Linked DNA regions of Zea mays: regions 1 and 2 are each linked to region 3. A link is a contact called in public Hi-C data. All regions are on one chromosome and are shown on one strand. The core of a region is the stretch at or near the end of the contact, and the rest is flanking DNA. Distances in the headings are between cores, read along the strand shown.

What was found. A called contact is a pair of places that touch in the nucleus more often than the background predicts.
Region 1: a contact with region 3 is called in a Hi-C map of leaf, with 3 times the contacts expected there. The contact joins the promoter of LOC100282071 here to the promoter of LOC103641145 in region 3. A contact is called at or near these places in 3 of 25 Hi-C or Micro-C datasets (ear and leaf) and 1 of 3 datasets of contacts at active chromatin or transcription factors (leaf).
Region 2: a contact with region 3 is called in a Hi-C map of tassel, with 2.9 times the contacts expected there. The contact joins the promoter of LOC100191214 here to the promoter of LOC103641145 in region 3. A contact is called at or near these places in 2 of 25 Hi-C or Micro-C datasets (ear and tassel).

Annotation. Positions count from the first base shown.
Region 1 is chr10:64,371,644-64,376,076 of Zm-B73-REFERENCE-NAM-5.0, reverse strand. LOC100282071 (nucleoside transporter) reads left to right here and starts at 2,667. Exons shown (of 2, transcript NM_001154984.1): 1 at 2,667-3,283; 2 at 3,825-4,433. The coding sequence starts at 2,749.
Region 2 is chr10:64,177,176-64,181,240 of Zm-B73-REFERENCE-NAM-5.0, reverse strand. LOC100191214 (AUGMIN subunit 2) reads left to right here and starts at 2,046. Exons shown (of 6, transcript NM_001136648.1): 1 at 2,046-2,245; 2 at 2,876-2,986; 3 at 3,991-4,065. The coding sequence starts at 2,147.
Region 3 is chr10:64,688,096-64,692,342 of Zm-B73-REFERENCE-NAM-5.0, reverse strand. LOC103641145 reads right to left here and starts at 2,949. Exons shown (of 9, transcript NM_001301488.1): 1 at 2,824-2,949; 2 at 2,261-2,486; 3 at 1,610-1,855; 4 at 1,488-1,538; 5 at 1,094-1,354; 6 at 944-996; 7 at 760-874; 8 at 338-592. The coding sequence starts at 2,949.

The sequences.
Region 1 (4,433 bases), core at 1,418-3,917, 320 kb after region 3:
TATTGCAAGATGAGATGAAATGAAAGGTATGAAAGGGACAAATAAATCATAGACGAATTACATTACATTTACTTAATATATTGAGTCATTGAATACAGTAATACCTCTGCCTTGGCAAAAGGTTGGATTCCGAAAAATGCGATTGCCATTACTAGAATGCCCGAACAGTAACGGAATACTGTTCACTATTTATAGGCACAGGGCGCAGCCTGTGAGGAATTACAAGTATGCCCCTTATAAAAGCTTACAACATTGACTCAGACCTTTATGGACTAAAAGGTCATTCTATCTTTAAGTCGGTTTGTAATACCGAAGCTTCACGAAGAGGAACCTTCGGCTATCTTATGCAAACAGCTTCAGCCGAGGACCACTTCTTTCTATAAGACCTTCGGCGACGAAGCATAGACCCAACACAATGTACTATAAGAGAGATGAAATACATGAGCTTAATTGTGTAACCAAGTGATCAACTCAACCCCAAAAACATACTTTCTCAAGCTAAGCTACCTTACCTCATTTAAGGCTCCCAAGCTCTTCTTTGACTCCCTTTGAGATTTCTTTAGAGATTATTCTCTAAAGTTTCTTAGAGAATTGTCTAAACTAATATCAAACTTCTAAAGCATTTGGTTCTCGCCAAACTGGTGGATTGCGTTAATTACTATTGGAGCAAGGGCTCCTAGCTAGCAAGGTGTCTCCCATTGAAGCATCTAAGCTCTTGTGGATAATATGGGAAATTTGTAATCTCTCCCAACATCTAATAAGAACTCTAAATCAAGAGACTTTGATTCTTGACTTGAGAATAGGATAGGGTTCTTAGAACCCAAGCGTTAGTAGCTTCCTCTAATGTGGAGGTAGGGAATATTTAATAGCAAGCTGAAACATAGTATAAATCACTTTTCTCTTGTGTTCTTGCAATTATTTTAATTTGCGCTCTACTCATGTTGTGGTTGGTTTAGGATTTGCTCTTGATCTACTTGTTCTTAAGCTATGACATCGTTCAAATGGTGACTTAGGCTCAACAATACCCTAGAAACTTCAGTAAATCACTCGATCTAAATTTCCTTTGGGTGGATTTTGAATTCTATACCCGAGATGCTTTGTTGTGCGATAGTGACAGCTATACGTACCTAGAACTGCCATGGCACAACAATTCCATGCATAAGTGTGGTAGTACCGCATCTATTTCTAACCACCACATTAAGTTTCTTTTATTAGGCATATCCACATTATGTAGCTTTCCTAATCCTTTTCATTTGACATCGAATCCTAGCACTCATAATAATGCTTAATCACGTGAGGAGATGGTAACAAGGCAAGAAATTGGAGCAAGTGCACCTCCTCATGATGAAGTGGAGGAACACTCCAGCAACAAGGATGTATCTACAACAAGCTTGACATCACTCCTAGCTGAGATAGGGTCTAAGAAGTGGTCTAGCTTTGAAATAGAATGGAGAGAAGAAGGGAAGAAAGACGAAAGAGAAGAGAAGAAAGACAGGAGAGAAAAGAAGAAAATAAGAAAAGAAAATAAGAAAGAAGGAGAAGAGAAGCAGAAAGAGAATAAGAGAAGAAACATTATACTACTATATTATAAGGCTATATCCAACAGTTTATCCATCATCATACCCATATTCAAACTACACTCTACGAACAGTGCAATTTAAAGTGTAAAACAGTGCAAAACAGTGTTTTTAGGTGACCATATGGGGTAAACTGCTGGACATTGTCTAATGGTGGTAGGATGTTTAAGTGTTATATATATATATATATATATATATATATGACTTACAGTTGGATCATGATCTAAAGGTCCATGAGGTTTCCTTGATGCTTGCACTTAAGTCTTGGTTACATAACAATCGTTTTTGACACTAGTAGCTACCAAATTCTAAGATCTTGTTTGACATTTTTTCAGAAATATTTGAGGTTTATCTCAAAATACACTGTCCAAGGGAACTTTTTTTAAAAAATTGAATAATGGCACTTGGTAGAAAAGAACACCTAATTTTGCAACATGTAGTCATGTACACCATTTTTTATATTAGCATTAAATGTTATTTCAGAATTTATACATGTATTACTAAATAATAAATTCACTTCATATTCTTGTACCATTGTGAAAACTACTTTCTATTACTGTGTTTTAATCTCTGAGTTGGAATAACACTTTTGCACTCATAAAATGGTTTGCAAAAAGAACCATGTCTAGATGGTAGTAGTCGTCTTTGGGGATTTATGATGGTGGTTGCACAGTGGCGGTGAAATATAAAAAATATAACAGGTGATAAATAAATTATTAAATAGGAAAAAGTTAAATGAATTTAAAAAGTCTAGAATTTATTATATAAAATTATTTATTAACTTTTTAAATTTCTAAAAAAATAATCAAATTAACTTGAATTATAAAAAATCCATAATAACCCTGGTGTAATGTAACATATGAACTTATAATATACCTGTAACAATAACTTGATACCGCTGCCATAAAGCCAAATAAATAAATCAATTGAAACGACATTCCCTAAATATCCAGAGGCAAAAGGAATCACACCGCACCCGCAGACAGCCAGATACACATCAGTGTCAGCGGACCACAACATCACGACCCCACCTGTCAGTGGGACAAGTAGAGATACCCGCACTACAAAAGGTCCACAACCACAGACGAGGAAGCAAAGAAAACCCAACGCAAAAGCAACAAACAACTCCCAAGGTCCAAAGCCCACCCGTACTCATCCGAGATCCCCAACCATGGCCGTCGGCGACGTGGAGACGGCGGCGCCGCTGCTGCCCCCGCCGGCGTCTGCCCTGGCGGACGAGCCCTCCGCGGGCCCGCCCCCAGACGACCGGCTCGGCATCGGCTACCTCATCTTCTTCACCCTGGGCGCCGGCTTCCTGCTCCCCTGGAACGCGTTCATCACCGCCGTCGACTACTTCGACTTCCTCTACCCGGGGGCCCCCGTCGACCGCGTGTTCTCCATATCCTACATGGTCTCCGCCTTACTGCCCCTGCTCGTCATCGTGCTCTTCTTCCCCAAGTCCAGCGCCCCCATCCGCATCAACACGGGGCTCACGCTCTTCACGCTCACGCTCGTGCTCGTGCCCGCAATGGACCTCATCTACGTCAAGGGGAGGGCCGGGCTGTACGGAGCGTTCGATGTGACTGTCGCCGCCACGGCTCTGTGCGGGGTCGCCGACGCGCTCGTGCAGGGAGGCGTCATCGGCTTCGCGGGGGAGCTGCCCGAACGGTACATGCAGGCCGTCGTCGCCGGAACCGCCGCCTCAGGTGTGCAGTGTTCTCTCTCTCTCTTAATTTCTCTCCCCCCCCCCTTCTGATCTCTCTTCTAATACTCCCCATCGAAGTTACCCACCTCTTCAATTCTTCCTCAAAATCACCTTCATTTTGAGGAATTGGCAACTGTAGCTACCTGGTTTCTGAATTGTTCCTTCACGATTTCTCTCATCCTGCTTCTAGTCAAAATGGTCAACCTGGCCGGCAGTCGCCAGTAGGTGTCGTCAGAACATGAAGCACAGAATGTGTGTTGGAGTGGACTTATCGTGGTTGTTCAATTGCTTATAATTACGGTGGTTGTGTGTATTTGGCTAAGTAATACTCCTATGTATTGGGGATTGGGAATTGAATTGGGGGAAAAAGAAAAATGAGGGCACGAAATTGCAGAGCTTATAAGAAAGATTACAATGCAGCTGGTGGCTGTGGTTTCTGTTTGCAATTTCTCAGTGCGTATGATGTTTCAAGGATTGAGTTGGTCGGCAGACAGATTCTAACACCTGGTAGTACACATTTCTGCATGGACTTCATTCTGCAGGAGTGCTTGTCTCGGCACTGAGAGTCTTCACCAAGGCACTGTACCCACAGGACGCGAACGGGCTAAGGCAAAGCGCGATCCTCTACTTCGTGGCCGGCATAGTCCTCATGGTCATCTGCATCGTGTGCTACAACGTGGCGGACAGGCTCCCGGTCGTGATATACTACAAGAACATGAAGAAGAGGGCGCAGAAAGCGGAGGTCGGCGGCGGCATGACGGGCCCCGCGTGGAGGTCGACGCTGTGGAGCATCGTCGGGACCGTGAAGTGGTACGGGATCGGAGTGGCGCTCATCTACGCCGTCACGCTCTCCATCTTCCCAGGGTACATCACGGAGGACGTGCACTCCGAGGCGCTCGGGGACTGGTACCCCATCATCCTCATCACCGCCTACAACGTGTTCGACCTCGTCGGCAAGGCCCTGCCCGCTGTCTACCTCCTCCAGAATGGCAGCGCCGCCATCGCGGGGTCCTTTGCGAGGCTCCTGTTCTACCCGCTCTTCTACGGCTGCCTGCACGGGCCGAGCTTTTTCCGCACCGAGATCCCCGTCACCGTGCTGACGTGCCTCCTGGGGCTCACTAACGGGTACCTGACCTCCGTCCTCATGATCC
Region 2 (4,065 bases), core at 797-3,296, 510 kb after region 3:
TTCATTAACATATATTGTGAAGATGAAGGTATTTCCTTCATGACCTTCGTCTGAAGATCATTATATCCTAATGGAAATAATGCTTCGAAGGACGAAGAGTATTAATCTTTAACATTTTGTGTTTCCTTGTTCTTAACTCATAGCATTTGAGAACAAGTCCCCAACAATAAGTATATAAATTGTTGCAATGTACGAGCAACTAACTAGTTTTGTTTTACTTAGGAGCTTCTAACTGAACCGAAGTTGACTAATGCAATTTCACAAAGCACTAGAGTTCAAGTTCCACCATAACACATCAAATTCATGTGTAAGTGTAATTGTAGGGAACTATGGACATCTAAGAGGGGGTGAATTAGGGCTTCTATTTTTCTCGCTCTAAACTAGGCCAATAATAATCCTCCAAAACAAAACCTCATGCAAATAGTAAAACACGAATATGCAACTAAGGTTTTGTCTAAGTGTTTCTATCTCAACCACAAAAGAAGTTTAGCAACCAAAGTTCCAATCCTACCAACTAGCATATATTCTAAACTAAGAATAGTAAGGATTGCAACTTAAGTAAAACACTAAATGTGAAATCTTAAAGAGAAGGTAGAGGAAGCAAACTCCCAATGGTGTGTTGATACTTTTATCGAGGTATCTAAAACCGTGCAAGGTTCTAACTAATTCTCGCTGGTGCCCCTACACAAAGGCAAGCCCATGCGAGGGTCAAGCACATAGAGAGTCGCGAACTTTCTCCACGCGCAAGTGGTGCTTCGCTTTCAGCTCCTCTTGGACGCTCCCTGTTGTCATCACTATCGAGCTTTTGGTCGAAACATCATGGGTCTCATCTCCTCTGCTACACGGTGGTAGCCACACCACAAACTCGGTTGTTGTGGTCTCACAAGACCTCACACCACTCGGTACAAGTTGCTACAACTCGTGCAAGAGTCGAGGGGTTTGGAGGTGTCTATTCCTCACTCAATCAACTACGACTAACCTAGAGCAAGCACAATAGCGATCTAACTAACCTAAACACTTTGCAAAGCACCTACGCAATCACTAAGTGATTCTATTAAACACTTGGGGTGTATGGAGCAATGGATATGTGTACCAACTCAATAGCGAGTTTGCTCAACTCTCAACACTCTTAATTTGTCGGTTGTGGTATAGAGCCCAATCCCAAATATATCCGTTGGAGGACAACATCTCCTATGCGTTGCACCGGGCCTGGTCCGGAAACCCTCTCCGTCAGCTAGTTGTTGGTCATCTCGTAGATTCCCTGCAATTGTGCAGAGGTCAGGTGCACCATTGGATAGGTCCGGTGACCATCACGTCGGATGGTTGTTTCTGACTAGCCATCGTCGACCGTTGAGTCGAGGTCCGGTGCGCCACCTGGCTCAGGTGCACGAAAACTGCACCTCTGCGCAAGCGGTCCAGTGCACCTACCAACAACCTAGTTTTCTTGATCTTCATGGACCTTTACTTGTGCTTTCTCGGTCTTGTGTTTTGGACTTTTGCTGAATATTTGTGAGTCTTCTACGGATCATTTGATGTCTTCTTTGAGTGAACTATAAACATAAACACTAGCAATTCTCTATATTCTTCCTAATTGATATGAATAGAGATTTTTATAAAAAAATACCCTTCAACAATTTATTCAAATGATTATCTAAATATAGCCATCTTCTATTTCGAGTTTCTCGCTAGCTAAATATAGGAAACGTGAATACTCTCGAGAGTGCATATAAGATATAAAAAAATATTGGAGATTGAAAATATATATAAAGTGGTTTGTGCGTAATAATATAGATAGTGAAATTTAGAAAGACAACTGAAGATGCTCCCTATACATAGGACTGATTTTAGCTAGTTAGCAATTAACTCTTGTATCCAACAGGTGCTAAATAACATGCAAAGGTGTAAAAATAGTTCGATCAACCAAAGCAATTTGGATTGCAAACAAAACAATGAGCGGCTTATTATGTAAGCAGCAGCCATCTGGGGGTTCAAAAAAACAAATTAGATAGAGCTCGCCGAGCAAGCAAGCAAGCCAACTCGGCCGTCCGAACGAAAGCGAAGCGCGGCCAAACTCACTCGCTAAACGCTCCCGTTCTCCTCCGCCTGCCCCCACCGGCTCCCCTTGTACACGAGCGCCGGAGACGCCATGGCGGCGGCGCAGCCGAAGCCGGCCAAGAGGCTGGGCGGCATGGCGGAGGCGCTCGCCATCGCCGCCGACCTCGGATTCCCCGCCTCTACCACGCAGGTCCGTCACACACTACCGCAACTTCCCGATCTGTTTCGCAGCCTAATCCTGCCGCCCGCCTGGTTTGGTTCGAATCCCCGCGCTTCAGCCGGATCTAGCTTTTTTGGTCCGATCGCGTTACGTTGCGAGGAACAAATTGTAGGGTTCAGTTTGTGGAAGCGGTGGCATCTGGAGAGTTAGATACGAAATGATTGTGAAAATGTATGTTTGGAGGCAAGGGTTGCGGCCGAAATAGTGGCATGAGCGCACAAATTTCGTGTGTTTGGGTGGTGTAGCATCTGGTTCGGTTAATCGAGGCTGCATAAGCTTGCGTCATTTCCTGGAGAGAAATTGTGGGATGGCTCTATATTTAGGATAATCGTTGTGAAGAGTTGTTGATCTTAAGAAACTTTGCGATCTTAGAACAAAATGCGAATACAATGAAAACTCAGCATTGCTGTGTGGTGCTATATCTGTTTCGCTGTTTATTTTCTTTAGATTAGTTGCTAAAATTTAAATTTAGGTTTCTATGCCAACAATACAGAATCTGAACTGGATGCACTGGACACAAGCACACAAAAACTGAGGTGGTACCAATGAACAAATGGCCATCTGAAGCCCTCACTATCCCCTCTGTTTCTCTCATTGCAGGAAGATCAGACTAGCTCCGACAAAAGCGATGATTTGGTGAAGGTTTTGAGGGAACTGACTGTCGTGCAGAGGAACATTGCCAACTTGCAAGTGGAGCTACAGGGAAGAAAGGTGATGTTTTTATATCCAGTTGTTAAGCTTTATATGTTTGCACCAGTTACACACAATGCCAAAGCTTTTCAGTTCCTGTACAACATTTCCATTTCATAATGAAATCCCTTTAGATTCTCTATTGAAGGTGGTCAGATTATGGTCCCTTTTGTAAAGTGTGCCATTTCTGGCTTGGTTGCTCATGAAATGAGATTCTAGGCAGGGATGAGAGACTTCCTAATGAGTTACAGCATTTTGGGGATACAGTATATTCATACGATATATCTACATGTTGACTGTTAGTATGAGCATTACTTTACGTAGGAGTGGTAATGGGATCTAAATTTTACACTATAAAATTTAAGTATCGAATCGGATTAGGATCGAGCTCTATTCCTATACATTTTTGAACTAAAATTAATTAGGGTCCCTAACTTATTGTGAAGAAACATTTAGATCGTGATCTATTACCATCCCTACCTTTACCATGAATATTTGTGGTGATATCAAAGGGAATGTATTTTTTTTCTTTTAATTCCAATTTTTATTTTTTCTAACAATGAATTTGTTAGATGATCACACTTATTGGAACTATGTCTGATACTCTGGTCCTTGAAGAATGATTAAAGATGTCCGCATATCCTTAAGATCTTACGGCTAAATCTTTTTTAGCCTAGTAGTATGTACAATAGGGCAGGTGAGTCCAAGTGGCTCCTTGAGCCAGCCCTCAAACTGGCGACCTGGAGTCGATCCCTGGCGTTGGCACCAGGAGGCCCCTCTGTTGGCCTTGTGAAAAAAGAAAAAAACGATAATGTATGAGCATGTTGATGCCATACTAATATAGTAATGTGGGATTGGAAAAGGAAAATAAGCGTTGTCATAGTGTCTATGTTTGAACCCAGTACTTTCCAGCATGCTGTTTTCCGATAGTGCCATATCCATTTTCTATATCTTATTTTCGTAGATTTTCCTTTGATTCTATGGTATTGTCATAGGTCATATTCATGAAGTTTTGTTTGCCACAGGATGATAAAAACATTGCTCATTTGACTCATGTGAGTGAGATGGAAAAGAAGTGCGAGTCTTTGGCCAGAATGACT
Region 3 (4,247 bases), core at 1,700-4,199:
TCATGCCGTGTATTGAATGCAGCAGCAAAAAATGTTTTTAAAATTGGCATAGTGGATTCGTCAGCTCTATTCTTTCAGTGGTACCCGTCCATGAGACACTTGTGATGACTGCTCATAGAGGTAGTACATGTGCATAAGGGTGAGCGTAGATGCGCATTTGTAAGCATCTATGTTTGTACTATGACCTGAAAAGAAACTACAGTGTTTACTTAAAAAAACTACAAAGTCCTGCTAGCCACCTTCCATTTAGAAGTAACATGTAAACTGATATGTGTTCCAAGTTAAGTGCGCTGAAAGCGTGATAGACACAAACCAACTTCACCCTAGAAAAACTCACCATATGCATTTCCTATCTGGCTTTGATTCTTGAATCCAGCAGTTACAGCAATGCAAAGAATCATAAGTACCCAATTGATGTCAGGGATGTAAATCTGCCCCAGAAATTTCTTCGAGGTATGCACAACATTGACACGGGGGAAACAGCCCAGTGCAAGGGCTTGCTTAATTATCGAGTAGGTAGCAGATATGGTTGCTTGACTTGCAACTACTGCCGCAAGAGTTGCTATGATGAAGGCTGGCCAGTATATGGCCTCTGCAGTGAGAGTATCTCAGCTTTAGTATAGTGAAGTGTACAAAGCATTAACATACAGTAACAGTAGTGGGATGAGCACTGTGCCAATTTGCACATAGTGGGCTTGATATGGTGGTATAGCTGTTCACATATGAGATGGATAAGATTTGTTTAGATTTCAGAAGAACCTGGAATGGAGCGGTAGAAGGCATCAACTACATGATCCTTGTTGTCAATGATGTAGGCAGCCTGCCCAGTGTACGCCAGTAGAAGGCAGGGGAACACCACTAAGGTGAACGCAAACTGGACATAGACATGATTAATCCATTGAGGTATTATCATAATTCATAATTTTTCTATTTGAACACTCACCTGAATAGCCAATACAGGGAAGTGACATAGATCTGCATACAATGCTTCAGTCCCTGCATAGAAAAAGGCATATAGATAAGGTAACTCTGTTTCATCTTACAATTGATGCAGAAGTTAAAGTTGAATTGCCAAGAGATGTCCAAGAGATACCTGTGATGCTAAGCATGACTCCTCCAAGAGATGTCCAAATCTCAGACTTGCCTCGTCTAAAATACCGGAAGATGTAGACTGGATTGTATGCTTTTAGAACAGAACTGTTGTATTTGCGTATGTTCACTAACCCAACGCTCCCGATTAGAATAAACCAAAGGAGCACCAAAGGTGCAAAGAGCCACCCAACTTTATCTGTCCCATAGTGTTGCATGCAGAATAAGCCAATTAATATAAACACCGCGACGATTACGACCACATCTGCCAGGAATTGAAGATATTAGACTAATCAGATTAGGCAAAGTAAGTTATGCTCCTCACCAGATCAAGGAAATAGTCCACCAGATTCAACAATGAACACAGATATAACCATACAGAAAAGAAAAAAATATACCTGTACTCATGTTCTGATTCTGGACCCTTATTCCACCTGCCGCAGAAAGAACTGCATATAACATACAAAATACAGCTTAGATCGCAGCTGCATTGGATTTATTCAACTACGATTCTGAATACCTGAGATTGCAGGAGTAAGAATCCCATCTCCGATGGCGGTACAGGTACCAATGAGAACAAGAATAAGAAGGCAGTTCTTTTTATATGCATGCCCCTCTAGCCATTTCTTCACTTTTGCTGCAAGTGAATTCTCCTCATAAGTTTGCCGACTATAAGTTGTTAATTCTTCATCTGTCTTATGTTGGTTGGGTATAGTGCTGACCTTTGCATGCCGGCACAGTAGAGAATAAAGAGCAAACGTGCCACCTGTGAATAACCAGAAAAAGAAATGTTGTCAGAAAACTTCTGGAAACAAACTATACCAGCTGAAGGAGAAGTATTTCTTGTCACAAAATAAAATCTAAAATGAACTAAGAGTTTCACCTTCTACAGATTTCATGGTTAGTAAAGTGATGCATAGCAATCACTCTGACATCTCATATTTAAACCGTGGTGATACTCGACACAAATCCTTTGTTTCACTAGAGCACTGTTTTGTCATGAGATTCTGCCAACCAAACCAGATGGTAAAATTGCAAAATCTCTGTGAACTAACGGCTCATACATTTGCAAATGTGTAAATGCGACAAGAGCACTCGTAATTATTGCAAATACCATAGAAATCATAAGAGGCAACAGACTAGGCTAAAATACAAGAATGCTCTATCTCACCTTGACCATTGTCGTTAGCTCGCAAGACGACAAAAACATACTTCATCAGAGGGATGAGGGTGAGTGTGTAAATGATCAAGGATAGAGCTCCAATTACATCCTCGTCTTCGTCAACACCATGTGGAAAGATATTGTAGAAAACATACAATGGTGATGTACCTAAGTCCCCAAACACTACCCCAAGACTTTGAAACGCGAGCCGCAGTAACAAAATTGACGAAAATTTCTGCATGAACAAATTTAAAGATCAAGTTAGTCTTTTTTTGCTAAGGACACAGTTAAAGGTCTAGCAGTACATGAGACATGGAGCACAGCTGTTGTGGCACTTTAAGATGAATAGACAAAACAAGTTGTAAGAATCTGAATATAGTTCCTGCAACAGGAAAAAAACAGCAGTAACAGCACATGTTACATACAGTTTCCGATACCCCTTTATATTGAAATGATCCCCTGAACCATCAATAGAATATTGTACATCGAACTATCGAAGGACCACCATGTTTCTTTCAGATATACAGAGACTAATAATCTAAATGCGATGATAGCAAGGATGAAAACGATACCTTTTCTTTGTACATGTTCTTCAGTTGACTGGCCTCCTCGTCCATGGGCTGATCAAGGTTCTGATCCAGTTCCCACATGCTGCCTCGGTTGGTCGTCTCGCTATCTGACATCGACGCCATAAGCATCTCCTTCAACCTTGAGGTCACAATGACACAATCCCACCTCAAAACCTCACGGCTGAGAGCTCCCCGATGGCCGAAAGCGACCCTTGCATGAACCGAAAATGGAAGCGCTTAAGTTGCCAAACAGAGCACCAGAAACTAAGCCACCAGAATCAGGGACAGGAACAACTCTTCAACCCTCTCACTGCGATTCCATCTCAAATCCGCACATCTGCGGCGGCGGAGGCCGTCAGTAACCTTGGTCTACCCAAACAGCAAATTTTCGAAGCAAAACCAACAGCACAAGCACAGGTAACCGAAATCTGAATGCCACCTCGAATCTTTACAAAGAACTTGCAACCAGAATGGAGCTGTTTCCCTTCGATTTCGGCAAGAACAGAACAGAAGTTTCGGGCCAAGAGTCAGGAATCAAGAACGAGAATACCCAAATCGGAGTCAGGAGCAGAGGATTCGCCACCGCCGAGCCGAAAATCTTGACTCACAGCCAACCTCTCAGAATCTTCACATAGAGAGACGAACCTGGACAGATTCCCAGGACCAAGAAAACCCCAACCTTTCACCTCCTCCAAACCCCGGCAAGATCAAACTTTGGTGCTACAGTAACCGACCGGGGGAGAAGCAGCGATGTGGGCTGCCGTACGATGGTCAAATCCACAGTAATCCAGCAGACAGAAGGTGTACGCTGGGGAAATATGATTTGTGTAGACTGTAGAGATAGAGAGATAGAAGAGAGGGGGGAGAGAGAGAGCAGCCTGCTCTCTGGCTCCGCACGTTCATAAAGGAAGGTGCAGGAAGAGCTGGATGGCCGCTTGGCTGGAGTACGGCGGGAGGTAGGTGAGGAGCCCACCACAAGAACAAATTGGAATTGGCACTTCAACTGAAAACTCCAACACGAGTAGAAATTCATCCGCACGCTGGTTTTGAGTCACCACGAGCAAATTTACAGCAGGTCTGGCGCTCACTGGTCCTGCTGATGCAGCGGGTGAGCTGGCAGGGCAGGCACTGGTCCTCATATTATCCTCCTAAATTAGAGCATCTCAATAATATCTTAAATTGGTGTCTTAAATTAAAATATGAGGCTCAATACATAAAAAACTACTATAACGGTGTCTTATTTTATAAAATTAGATCAAAAAATTATAAAATATACTCTCAAAAGTCTTAAATATACTATATCTGTTGTTCTATAATATATATTTGTTACGCTAAATTTTATAAAATATACTCATTTTAATACATTTTTATAGGTTGGAGATGCTATTAGTCGCCAGTCACCCCACCCGCCCTTTTTTTTGTTTCAG